Linked DNA regions of Mus musculus: regions 1 and 3 are each linked to region 2. A link is a contact called in public promoter capture Hi-C data. All regions are on one chromosome and are shown on one strand. The core of a region is the stretch at or near the end of the contact, and the rest is flanking DNA. Distances in the headings are between cores, read along the strand shown. Region 1 holds the start of B3gntl1 (UDP-GlcNAc:betaGal beta-1,3-N-acetylglucosaminyltransferase-like 1). Region 2 holds the start of Csnk1d (casein kinase 1, delta). Region 3 holds the start of Faap100 (Fanconi anemia core complex associated protein 100).

Evidence for each region. Promoter capture Hi-C pulls out the DNA fragments that hold promoters and counts their contacts.
Region 1: a promoter capture Hi-C map of neutrophils shows a contact between it and region 2, with 3 times the contacts expected there. The contact joins the promoter of B3gntl1 here to the promoter of Csnk1d in region 2. A contact is called at or near these places in 2 of 39 promoter capture datasets (erythroid cells and neutrophils) and 2 of 115 datasets of contacts at active chromatin or transcription factors (bone marrow-derived macrophages and pancreatic cancer cells).
Region 3: a promoter capture Hi-C map of pre-B cells shows a contact between it and region 2, with 2.6 times the contacts expected there. The contact joins the promoter of Faap100 here to the promoter of Csnk1d in region 2. A contact is called at or near these places in 2 of 39 promoter capture datasets (erythroid cells and pre-B cells) and 2 of 115 datasets of contacts at active chromatin or transcription factors (pancreatic cancer cells and pro-B cells).

What each region holds. Positions count from the first base shown.
Region 1 is chr11:121,671,082-121,674,403 of GRCm38.p6, reverse strand. B3gntl1 (UDP-GlcNAc:betaGal beta-1,3-N-acetylglucosaminyltransferase-like 1) reads left to right here and starts at 1,253. Exons shown (of 13, transcript NM_178664.5): 1 at 1,253-1,419; 2 at 3,231-3,322. The coding sequence starts at 1,372.
Region 2 is chr11:120,989,843-120,993,605 of GRCm38.p6, reverse strand. It overlaps Csnk1d (casein kinase 1, delta), which reads left to right and starts at 2,273. Exons shown (of 10, transcript NM_027874.2): 1 at 2,273-2,671. The coding sequence starts at 2,596. LOC115486436 (a long non-coding RNA gene) reads right to left here and starts at 2,242. Exons shown (of 2, transcript XR_003949839.1): 1 at 1-2,242.
Region 3 is chr11:120,377,383-120,380,651 of GRCm38.p6, reverse strand. Faap100 (Fanconi anemia core complex associated protein 100) reads left to right here and starts at 1,906. Exons shown (of 10, transcript NM_027980.2): 1 at 1,906-2,110; 2 at 2,206-2,324; 3 at 2,991-3,269. The coding sequence starts at 1,946. Nploc4 (NPL4 homolog, ubiquitin recognition factor) reads left to right here. Exons shown (of 17, transcript NM_001195023.1): 17 at 1-854.

The DNA.
Region 1 (3,322 bases), core at 4-2,503, 680 kb before region 2:
GTCAGAGGATAACTTGTGGGAGTAGGTTCTCTCCTTGATACCACATGGGTCCCAGGGCTCAAAGTCGGGTTCTAAGGCTTGGCAGCAACTGTCTTTATCCGTTGAGCCATCTCTTCCACCCATCTCCTGCTATTTTTAAGTGTGGAAACTCTTGAGGGCTGCTTGGTGCCAAGGCCAGTGGGTGACCTCAGTGTCACCCCTCACAAATGGAGGGTGTGGATGACCAAAATATGCCATCTTAAAATATATTTCTAGTTGTAGGATGACCATTTGGAGAAACTGCAGACACAAGCATTAAGTTAGAAAAGCACTAACGAAACAAAATGTACATGGGTTATCTACATTAAGTAATCAGGTGTTTTATCAATATCTGGGTTCCACGCAGCTCAGAGGTTGTCACCCGTCCTTTGGAAGTAATTTAGTGAAACCTTTTGGTTCTGTGGGATGCCTAACTTTGGGACTCCCACAGTTCATAGAACACTTCCTTCCCCAGTATCCCCCGGGACAATGAATCTCTGTGTAGCATAGGAACTCAACTATCTGGCGTTGACCAAGCGTCATGTGTCCTAATGCAGGCCACACGAGGGCCTTGGGTCCATGAGAACTATCTACCTTTGGCTCACTCCAGACAGACCCAGTCCAGACCCAGAACCTTCCTCCAGGAGGGGGTCCTTCCTCCTTGTCTGGAGCAGTCAGACCAAACAAGATTCTGATGAAATGTCGCCTGCTTTAAGCTTACTGGCATTTTCCTTTTTAAAGTTACATAGGCCCAACCTGCGGTGGGATTTTTAAGTAACCACCTACTTGCACAGGGTGGCGTCCCCCCACAAGTTCCCCCCGTTCTTAAGTTTTTTTATAACGTTAGTTTGGCTGCGGACTTCAGTTTGCGATTATTTCCGTCAGGTGGGGCAGGAGGACTTCCGCAGGCCAAGAAGCCACAGAGGCAAGTGAGAAGGACGAAGGCGCAAAGCCAGGGGCGCCCACGGACTCCGGAAGCCCAACCCTTTGCTCGGCCAGGCCCCGCCCACACACTCAGCTCTGGCCACCCCGGAACCCCTCGCCCGAGCTGCTCCCGCCGAGAACGGCGGCTCGCCCCTCCCGCTCCACCATCCAGAGAACACCGACGGGCCGCCTCCCTGAGCATTCTGCTCGAAGGACCGCCTTCCCTTACTGACTGACGTGTCTCTACACCAATAGAACGTGGCTGTTCCCCTAACAGCCCTCCCATACCCGTAAGTCCCTAGCGAGCCACGTGGCTCTGCACCAATCGGAAGCGGTCCAGTCTGTGCATCGCCTCCTGGAGCTTGCTGTGCATGCGTTGGCCTCCTAGGCAGGACTGCGATTGCAGGAAAAGGGCAGTGGAGCCGCGCGATGGAGGTCTCCGAGAACGCCACAACGCGCGGCTCGCTGGCCCTAGTGGTAGGTATGGCCGGGTGAGACGCGGTCCCGCCCTCTTGTGCCTTCTTCTGTTGCTGTTTCTCCCTCCACGGTAGTCATCTTGTCTCCGGCTCGCAGCCGCTGTACGCTGCCACGGGTTCGGGAACCTCAGCTTGGAGGGTTCCCACCATTCCGTTTCGAGGTAGACATGTGTCCGAGCTCATACCGTACACTAACCTGCACACCTACTAGCGCCCCTCCCGCCATATCCCTGCTCGCCAGCATGCCACACCTATCTTAATACCTAGCAGGTGGGTTAGATGTCTCAGGCCAGGGTGCATTAAGTGTGGTTCACAGGCATTGCGCCAAGTGATTGTATTTTTCATGCCAGTCTTATTGAAATTGGAAACCGGTAAATCAAGGCCTTTGTCAGAAATTTATATCTTTTTTTTTAAAGTTGTGAGGTCTGTAGCTCTGGCTGGCCTGCAGCACATACAGCTGAGGATAACCTTGAAACCCTCCAGCGTCCGAGCCACACTTACTGATAACAAATATGAGTCATAACACCCCTTTTCAGTTAAAATCTTGTAGGTCTTGAGAAAATTAAGAAAGTTCTTTCCTTTACAAAGTAAGTCCAGAGGACTGGGGTGTAACTCTGACATGCATGTGAAACACCCTGGGTTCAATCCCCAATAGCTCAAATAAATAACAAATAAAAAGCCTTTAAGCAACATGTTTTCAGAATAAACACAAACAGGATAGAATGCCACTTTGGGATCATCAGCTCCTCAAAGAGCGCTTCATTTGTAAAGGACGGTGTCTTCAACACTCCTTTATAAGATTCTTATAACCGTGTTCAGATTCAGTAATTTAAAGTACACTATACATAGATGGCCTCTACAGTGATTTATGTAGATATTGCCTATATTATATGTAGACCTTGTCTGTAGAGATTATATAGCCTTTGTGTTATATATAGCTTTGTAACATGTACATATATGTATGTATATGTTCACATCTACCTAGCCTATTGGTTTTCCTGCTCAGAAACATGTCCAGTTTTATTTTTTCACATTAATTCAGGGTGGGGGGGTGAGGCCAACTGTTAATTTCTTGGCTGTTCTTTACTACTTACTATATCATATAAAATTGAGGCAGTTCCTGGTTCCTTTGGTTATCAGGTTTCAGTGATTTTATTCCATACTACTTTAGGAACTTTGGCTTTGTGAGATTCCCTGAGAAAAAGTGAGGGTGCCAGAATTCAAGTGTTGAATAAAGATTAAGGGCCTCTCCACGCCCTCCTGGTCCAGCTTGGCTCTTTGATGAGCTGTGATGACCCCTATAAAGGGGTCACTGTTGGAGTCTGGTTCTCATAGCAGGGGATGTTTAACCAGAATGCTGATGCTTTTGCCTAGTGATCAGAATCACGAATCTACCACTGACTGAGGGGTCATTTTGATGCTTTTAAGGTTTCCCCCCCTTTCAAAAGCATCTAGAAGGAAATGGGGACAGATAGACCAGTGGATAAAGGCACGTCCCACCAAGCTTGATAACCTGAATTCGGCCCTCATGGTCATGTGTACACATACAATAACGGATGAATAAATGGAACAATTTTTAAAAGCATCACGATCCTAAGGGGTACCTAAGACCTATTGAATATTATGGACCAAATGAATGCCAACTGCTTAGAGAGGAGAAACAGACATTTTTTTGGTTTGTTGGGCTTGCCCCATCCATCATGGTTCTAGACCTGAAGGCCAGGGCCTCATCTTGTGGGATAAACATTTCTGGATGCTGAAGAGAGGGCAGTTCTCCATGGCTGTTTGTTAACCCGTTTCTCTGAATTCTAGTCTATCATCCTCCCCGTGCACAACGCTGAGCAGTGGTTGGATGAGTGCTTGATGTCTGTTTTGCAGCAAGACTTTGAAGGTGCCATGGAGCT
Region 2 (3,763 bases), core at 1,024-3,523:
TTGTTGGGGGCACCTGGAAAGTTGCCTAGCACCCCAGCTCCAACAAGGGCTACTCAAACCTTCCTGAGACTAGGCTTCTGTTGGGGTTTGTGGTTAGAATACACGTTAGTTGGGCAGGGGTGTCCAGTCTACAACATACACAGGGAGTTCAGGTATGAGTTTTGAGGGAGAGCCTAAATCAGCACCTTTGTTGGGAAGTGAGGACAAGAGGGGGATAGCCAGTACCCCACAGAAGCTGCCCCAGGCCCTCAAGGCAGTATATTTATACCTTGTTGTCTTGCTTTGGCTGGCCTGGCCTCATGCTCCACACTGGGCTGGACATCTGATCACAGGAGTCATTTGTGAAGCTGATGTTACTGAGTACTTAGTGTGGGTATCGCTTAGGGTCACCGTGAACCAGAAAGCTAACAAGGCTATTTCCAGCAGAACACAGCATGTTTGCTAAAGCACCTGTGTAGGCCTTTGCGTGGGCATTGTTACTGCAGGAGAAGGGTCTACAGGCCTAACACTTGGCCCCCTCTCAAGAGTGTTCAAATTACTAGCAGCGTTGTGAGAGGGTAGATTGTGTAAGTATAGAAAGAACCTAAACTTCAGAGGTGCCCGTGGTGAAGAGCCACCATGATCTCAGTCAGTGCAATCTCTGCCCGGCATGCCCAGGGGATGGCGATGGCTTTGGCACACACATTCTGCAGCAAGGGACTGTGATGAGAAGCCAAGAACCCCAGCACAGGACACTTGCAAATGACCTTCAAAACCCAGAGCATTGATCCTGCCTGGGGCCTCTTCCGTGCACTGCCTCCTTCTGACCATCGAGTAAGTAAAACGCAGCAAGAACTTTGGTCACTTTATCAGCTGACTGTCCTGTATACAAGTAATAAGAAGGGTGTGCAGAGCCCTAGGCACGCAGCAGCTCACACCCTCGGCTCTCTATTCCAGACAGAGCAGGTGCTCCCAGAGGGAAGACCGCTAGGCAAAGATCAGGCCCGAGGTTGGTAAGAGAGAGGTTAGGCCAGATACCAGGTTTGCTGTTTTCAGTTCAATATAGGGGCTTCTCAGATGAAGTTAGGTATTGTTCATCAACAGAAAAAAAATTATACTTGAATTCTGTCAGTAAGATTATTTTTACTAGTTTGGCCGCATCTGGCTCTGACTCCTGGACTAAAAAGCTAGGCAGTTCCCATACCTGCCGCTCAGTGACCACTGGTTTCAGTTTGCCTTGTGGTGTCTTCTGTCTCCGGCTGTGTAATGCTCCCCAACCTGACTGCCAACTGTGTGCAGGCAGGCACTGCAGGACCACCAAAAGGAAGGGTGGTGGAGCTGGGAGACTAGAAGACATGTCAGCTCCACGTGCTTCTGCAGGGCTGCTGAGTTGTCATGCAGCGTGATACCCTGTGCAGATGCTACGGGTGCTAGCTGACCAAATAGAAGCATTACACTCATCTGTGACTCTCGTGTTTCTGGCTGGGTGAGAGTGGGCCTAGAAAAGCATCTATTTGGAAGGTTGTCCCCTCCTGGTTAGGGGGCACCTCCTGTGTGGTAGCTCCTCCAGAGTCCCTCCTCAGTGGTCAGAATGGACAGCCAAGTCTTGGAAGCTGGCCGTCAGCCTGAACTTCAGAATTCATGTTTGTGTTTGCCAGGGGAACATGCAGATCCAATGCAGACCAGATAAAAATGTTGACTCTCTCTCCAGGCAGACAGCCCTGGAGAGCGATCAGAGTCTGAGACATACCCTCTACACCCTCAGTGAACTCAACACTGACCTTCCTGCCCACAGTGGGTCCCAGGAAGACCTCTTTTCTTCCACCCTTGTGTGCAAGAAGCTGGCAGGCAGCAGCAGGCACGTTTTGCACCATTCAAAGCCCACAACTGGTGATTCCTACAAAAGCTAACTGTCTACCTGTGATCTCAGAGCTAGGCCTGGACCGCCCTCTCTGCCCTTTTCCCCTATCTGTAAAGGGCCTTTCCCGGGGTCTACAAAAGGAACTGCTATTCGGCTTCTCTCTGCCTGTTTAGGGGCAGGGTCGCTATAGCCCAGGCTGGTCTCGAACTCCCAAGGGCTGGAACTACAGGCATTTCTTACCACACATGGCTTAGCTTCCTCGGACTTCTATTGGAGACAAATGGGAAGACCAAAGAGACCAGCTGGAGTCATCCTGCGGGAACGGTGGACACTGGGACAGAGAAACAGGCCTGGTTGCGACTGCGCAATCCATCAAGTAGCCAAGCCCCGCCCCCGAGCACGGTGGCCCCGCCCCCTTGGGTTGCTAGGGGAAGTGACGTCACAGCGCGATGGCGGCGGCTCCTTTAGGCAGCTGAAGGGGGATTTAGGCCCGGAAGATCCGAGTCCATCCGCGGCGGGGAGAGGGCGAGCGGGGCCGGCAAGGGCCGGAGCAGCGGCGGCGGCGCTCGGACTGTCCCATCCGCCCCGTATTGAGGCGCTGAGAGCGACGGGGCGACCGGAAAGCGATGGTGAAAGCGGGGCCGTGAGGGGGGCGGAGTCGGACCGGACCCGCAGTAGCGGCAGCAGCGGCGCCGCCTCCCGGAGCGCAGACCCAGGAAGCGGCCGGGCGGGCAGTAGCGAGCCGCACCGCTGCCATGGAGCTGAGGGTCGGGAACAGGTACCGACTGGGCCGCAAGATCGGCAGCGGCTCCTTCGGAGACATCTATCTCGGTGAGGCCCGGCGCCATCGAGCGCCCGGGGGCCTTGCGGATCGGCGGGCGGGGTCCCCGGCAGGCCGAGGCCTGCGGAGGGCCGGAGTGGACGTTCGGCATCCCCGCAGCCGAGGGCCCGGGCACCGGCCTCGGCCAGACACCAACGGCCGCTGTGCGAGCGCGGCCGGGGGGCTGGGCGCGGCGCGGCGGGTCGGGGTGGGGTGCGGGGAAGGGCTGGAAGGACAGGCCGGTCTTGGGGACTGCAGGCCGGGGGGCAGAGCTCGGAGCGTGTCTGGGGATGGTCGGGGACCCGGGAGAGGAAGAAGGAGGCCTAGAGGCGGGGGCCAGCGGGCCTCGGTGGTGGGGTGTCAGAGGGCGTGGGAAAAGGACTGGGGGCGGGGGCCGGGGGGGGACAGCGGGGAGGGGGAGGGGAGAGCGGGGCAGGGGAGGGCAGCAGGCTGGGGGTGGGGCCCGGAGGGGGCAGGGCCTGGGCCGGGCGTCAGCATCCTCCCCCACCTAAGGTCACCGCAGTAAACAAAGGCCATGCTCTGCTCCGCCAAGGGTCTGGTGCTGTTCCTCAGCTCTGCAGTGGCGTCCTGGATGTTTTCATGTGTGGGGGAGAAATGTCAAAATAAGCCAGATGTAGTGTGGAGGTGGGGAGTGTCCCGGTCAGAAATGGGGGAAACGACCGGCTGATTTCTGAGGGTTCTTGGAGCAGTCTGGGCCTGCTCTTTTCCACAATGGCATCTCCACTTAGCTGACCCGCTAAAGGGATCACCCATAGCCTCCTGGCTGCCACTCTCCTCCAAATCAGGACTGAAAATGTTCCCTGTGCCTGGCCTGAAAGGCCTTGGTTTGGTTGGGGTCTTGAGGATATGTTGAGCATCTAAGTTGACTACTGGACACCCGGAAATCAACAGGAATGAAGTTTTGATGAATGCAGATGCATTCAATGTCGAGATGTAGGCAGAACAGAGGGGAGAGAAGTGGTGTGGAAGGAAGTTCTCATGATGGCTCTCAGAATTCTCAAGGTAGACATGAGGGTTGCTTAGGGTTGCTTAAACCTGATAGTTGGGGATTTTTAAATACAAACTTCCCCCTGCATTTCTTA
Region 3 (3,269 bases), core at 657-3,156, 610 kb after region 2:
GGCCCTGGTCCCACCTCTAATCCCTACTGTCATCAGGCACTACAGCCCAAAAAGAGGTGCTTGTGAGCACACCCACCCAAGTGAACCCAGTGGCTGCCATGGTCCTCTTCAGGCTCAGAGATGGGTCTAGCCCTGGCCTTGCTCTGATCAGCCTGCTCCTGGGGCATGGGTGCTCCCGCTTCTGCTCTGCTTGGGCTCACAGGTATGCACTGGCTGGGTGTGGATGAGTATTTTTCTGACCCCAGCCCTGCAGTGGAACCTAATAAAAGCACCTGAAGCGATTGTCCTGCTCCCAGTGCATTGTTCCTGTGCCCAGAACCACAGTCCACCGGTGTGGCATGGATGTGTTGCCTTGTAAGGACAGTCCTGAGTGTTAGAACCTGGTGTGCAGAAGATAAACTGACGATGCTTCCAACCCTGGAGGTGACTCCGATGCTGCAAAGAATTCATCTCCCACTTGTTTCCACTCAAGGTGTCTTCAGAGCAGCCTGGGGCTTGGGCTCAGATCTGTTTCAGAGACCACTCAGAAATGATAAAATAGGTCCAGGCTTCACCCTTGGGTTAAAGTTGGTTTTTGTTTTTTTGTTTTCACTTAATTTACAGCTGGGCATAGTGGTCTGTGCCTTTATTCCCAGTACTCTGGAAGCACAGACAGGCTACAACTATAAAGCCTAAGAAATAAATATTTGGGGCTGGGGGGTGTCCAGTTCCAGACAGAGCTTTTTGTTTTTTGTTTTGTTTTGTTTTCATAAGCGTTGCTGTTGTAGAACTAGCTTTGTAGACCAGCCTGGCCTTGAACTCAGATCCACCTGCCTCTGCCTCCTGAGTGCTGGGATTAAAGGTGTATACCACCACACAGCTTTTATTTATTTAATCGTATGCTTTTGTACACATAAATACCTTAGTAAAAGATGTAGGAGCCCCTGGAGCTGTTGGGGGTTGTGAGCTTCCCTATGTGGATGCTGGGAATCAAACTTGGGTCTTCTGCAAGTACAGCGTGTGCTCTTACGGCTGAGCCGTCTCTCCAGCCCCAGGATGTTGTTCTGACATCTACACTAGGGTTACACTATGCTCTCTAAGTTCACAGGACGTTTTGTGCCTGGTTGTGACCCCACACACCTTTGTAGATTTGTCCGCTGTAATTTTCAGATGAACGTTCTTTTAAGAGTCAAGGTTGCCTGCGCTGGCTCCGAACTCAAGTATTCCTGCCTTCAGCCCTCCGAGTAGCTGCCACTTCAGAAGCATAGGCAGTGGTGTCTAGTTTCTGATGAGTGCTCTGGAAGAGTAGTATTTCATCTTGTACTTGGAGCCTCATTCCAGGGTAGGATTCTCCGCCTGCTCCCTCAGGGAGCCCCAAGAAGAGCTGTCATTGAAGAAAATGTGGTTTCCCTTAGACCCAGCTCATTAGGGTTTTCAGCATCCTCTGCTGTAGAATCACATCCTGCCGCGTTCATGAGTGGAGCAAAGGCTCTTCTGGATGGCTGGCCTGAAGCACCTTTTTCCCTATCAAGGGACTGAATGGTGTGCTGTGCCACCCTACTCCTGAAACCCCGTGCTATACGGGTGGTGCTCTCAAGTGCTGTCACAAAACGGTGCCAGGGCAAGTGCTGCATACAAGCCTTGCACCAGAGCAACCTCTGCTCAACAGGTAGGTGATCCGAGGCAAGGGCCCTGACGCGGGCCCCAGTGAACTTGCAGGACTGCATTATTTGGCTACCCTCTGGCTTTGTGCCTCCCGTTGTGGCTCTTTGCTAAGCCACGGTGTTTGGGGGCGTTCCCGCCCTCTAGCGGACCGTAGAGCAACTGTCCCCGCCCCTGCAGCAGGCTCCGGCCACGCCTCCGCAGCGGCCGCTTTACGGCGGAGGCCGCGCCGCGCCGTGGGCGGCCGTAAAGCCTGGAGGCGGCACCGCCCCTCCGGGCTGAGCTCTGGCCCGGCGCCCGCAGGATGGCGGGCGCTTCCTCGCGCGTGCACTACCTGTCGGACTTCTGCTGCCCGCTCGGAGGCCGAGCGGCGGGGAAGCCGTTTGTGCTGCGGCATGAGGCTGAGGTCTTTCTGTCCACCGGACGCGAGTTCGTCTATGTGTATGACCAGGAGGGCGGGCTGCTGACGGTGAGCGGAGGGCGGGAGGGCGGGCGGGCGGCGCCGTTCCGAGGTGAGCCGGGGCCGCGTGTGCCCTCGCCTGACCTCGCTCTCCTGGCGCCCAGGCGGTGTACCAGTTTCCCGACCAGGTATGGCACCTGCAGCTCCTGGCCATCCGCAGGGCACTCTACGTCCTGTGTGCCCGGACTGGCATCTACTGCCTGTCGTTGGACTCGCTGGACAGGTGAGGGGGCGTGGCCCCACGCGGCCGGCCAGTGACAAGTCGGGTCCCCAGGGAGGCCGGCTTTCATGTCCTCCTAGTTGTGAGAGGTTTGTCCCAGTAGTAGTCCCTTTGACGGCCACTGACAACACACTGGGGTAGGAAGCAGAGGACTGCGGTCTAGGCCGCCCATTCCCGCTCTCTAGTACCTGTGCATATGCAGGCGTGGCAGTTGTGTCTGCTTTTGTGAAGTTCTTAGCTGTTGAGGCTCAGGTAGTGAAGTCTGCAACCAGGAGCACCGCTATCACTGCCCTCCGGTGCCTGGCAAGACCTCTTGGAAGTGGGTCTCAGAAGACGGTGTCTCTGGCAAGCAGTGAGTGGCAAAAGCTCGTGTCCCTTGGCTTGTGCTGGAAGAACTCACCGTGCACAGCCCAGGCAGCCTTGGGAATAGTTCCCAAGCTGCCTCGATCTGCAGAGCTATGTTTCTGGCTGATCCTGTGTCAAGCGTGTGTGTGTGTGTGTGTGTGTGTGTGTGTGTGAGAGAGAGAGAGAGAGAGAGAGAGAGAGACCTACCTGCTGAATGGCCTGTGATGTCTCCTGCCTAGCCTACTCAGAGCAAGTCAGGTTACTGCTGAGCACGGTGTGAGTCTACCCCACCCAATACTGACTATGCTTCCATTGTTCCTGAAGGTCTGGGAGCCAGGCCTGTGAGGACAAAGAGGAAGCGGCTCCCCCCTACCCTGTGATCCATGTGGACCCGGATGCGTGTGTCCTCCCTGACGCTGCCCTCTGTGCCTTCACCGTGCTGGATGATATGCTGGTCACCCTGGCACAGGGCCCCACCCAGTGGAAGATGCAGCTGTTTGAGCGTCCCTGTGCAGGGGAGGAGCCTCTGCCCAGAGGCCAGATTGGTGAGGTGGAGTTGTCCACTTGCACCCCACCAGGTGGGGTGCCAGAGAAGCCTGCAGC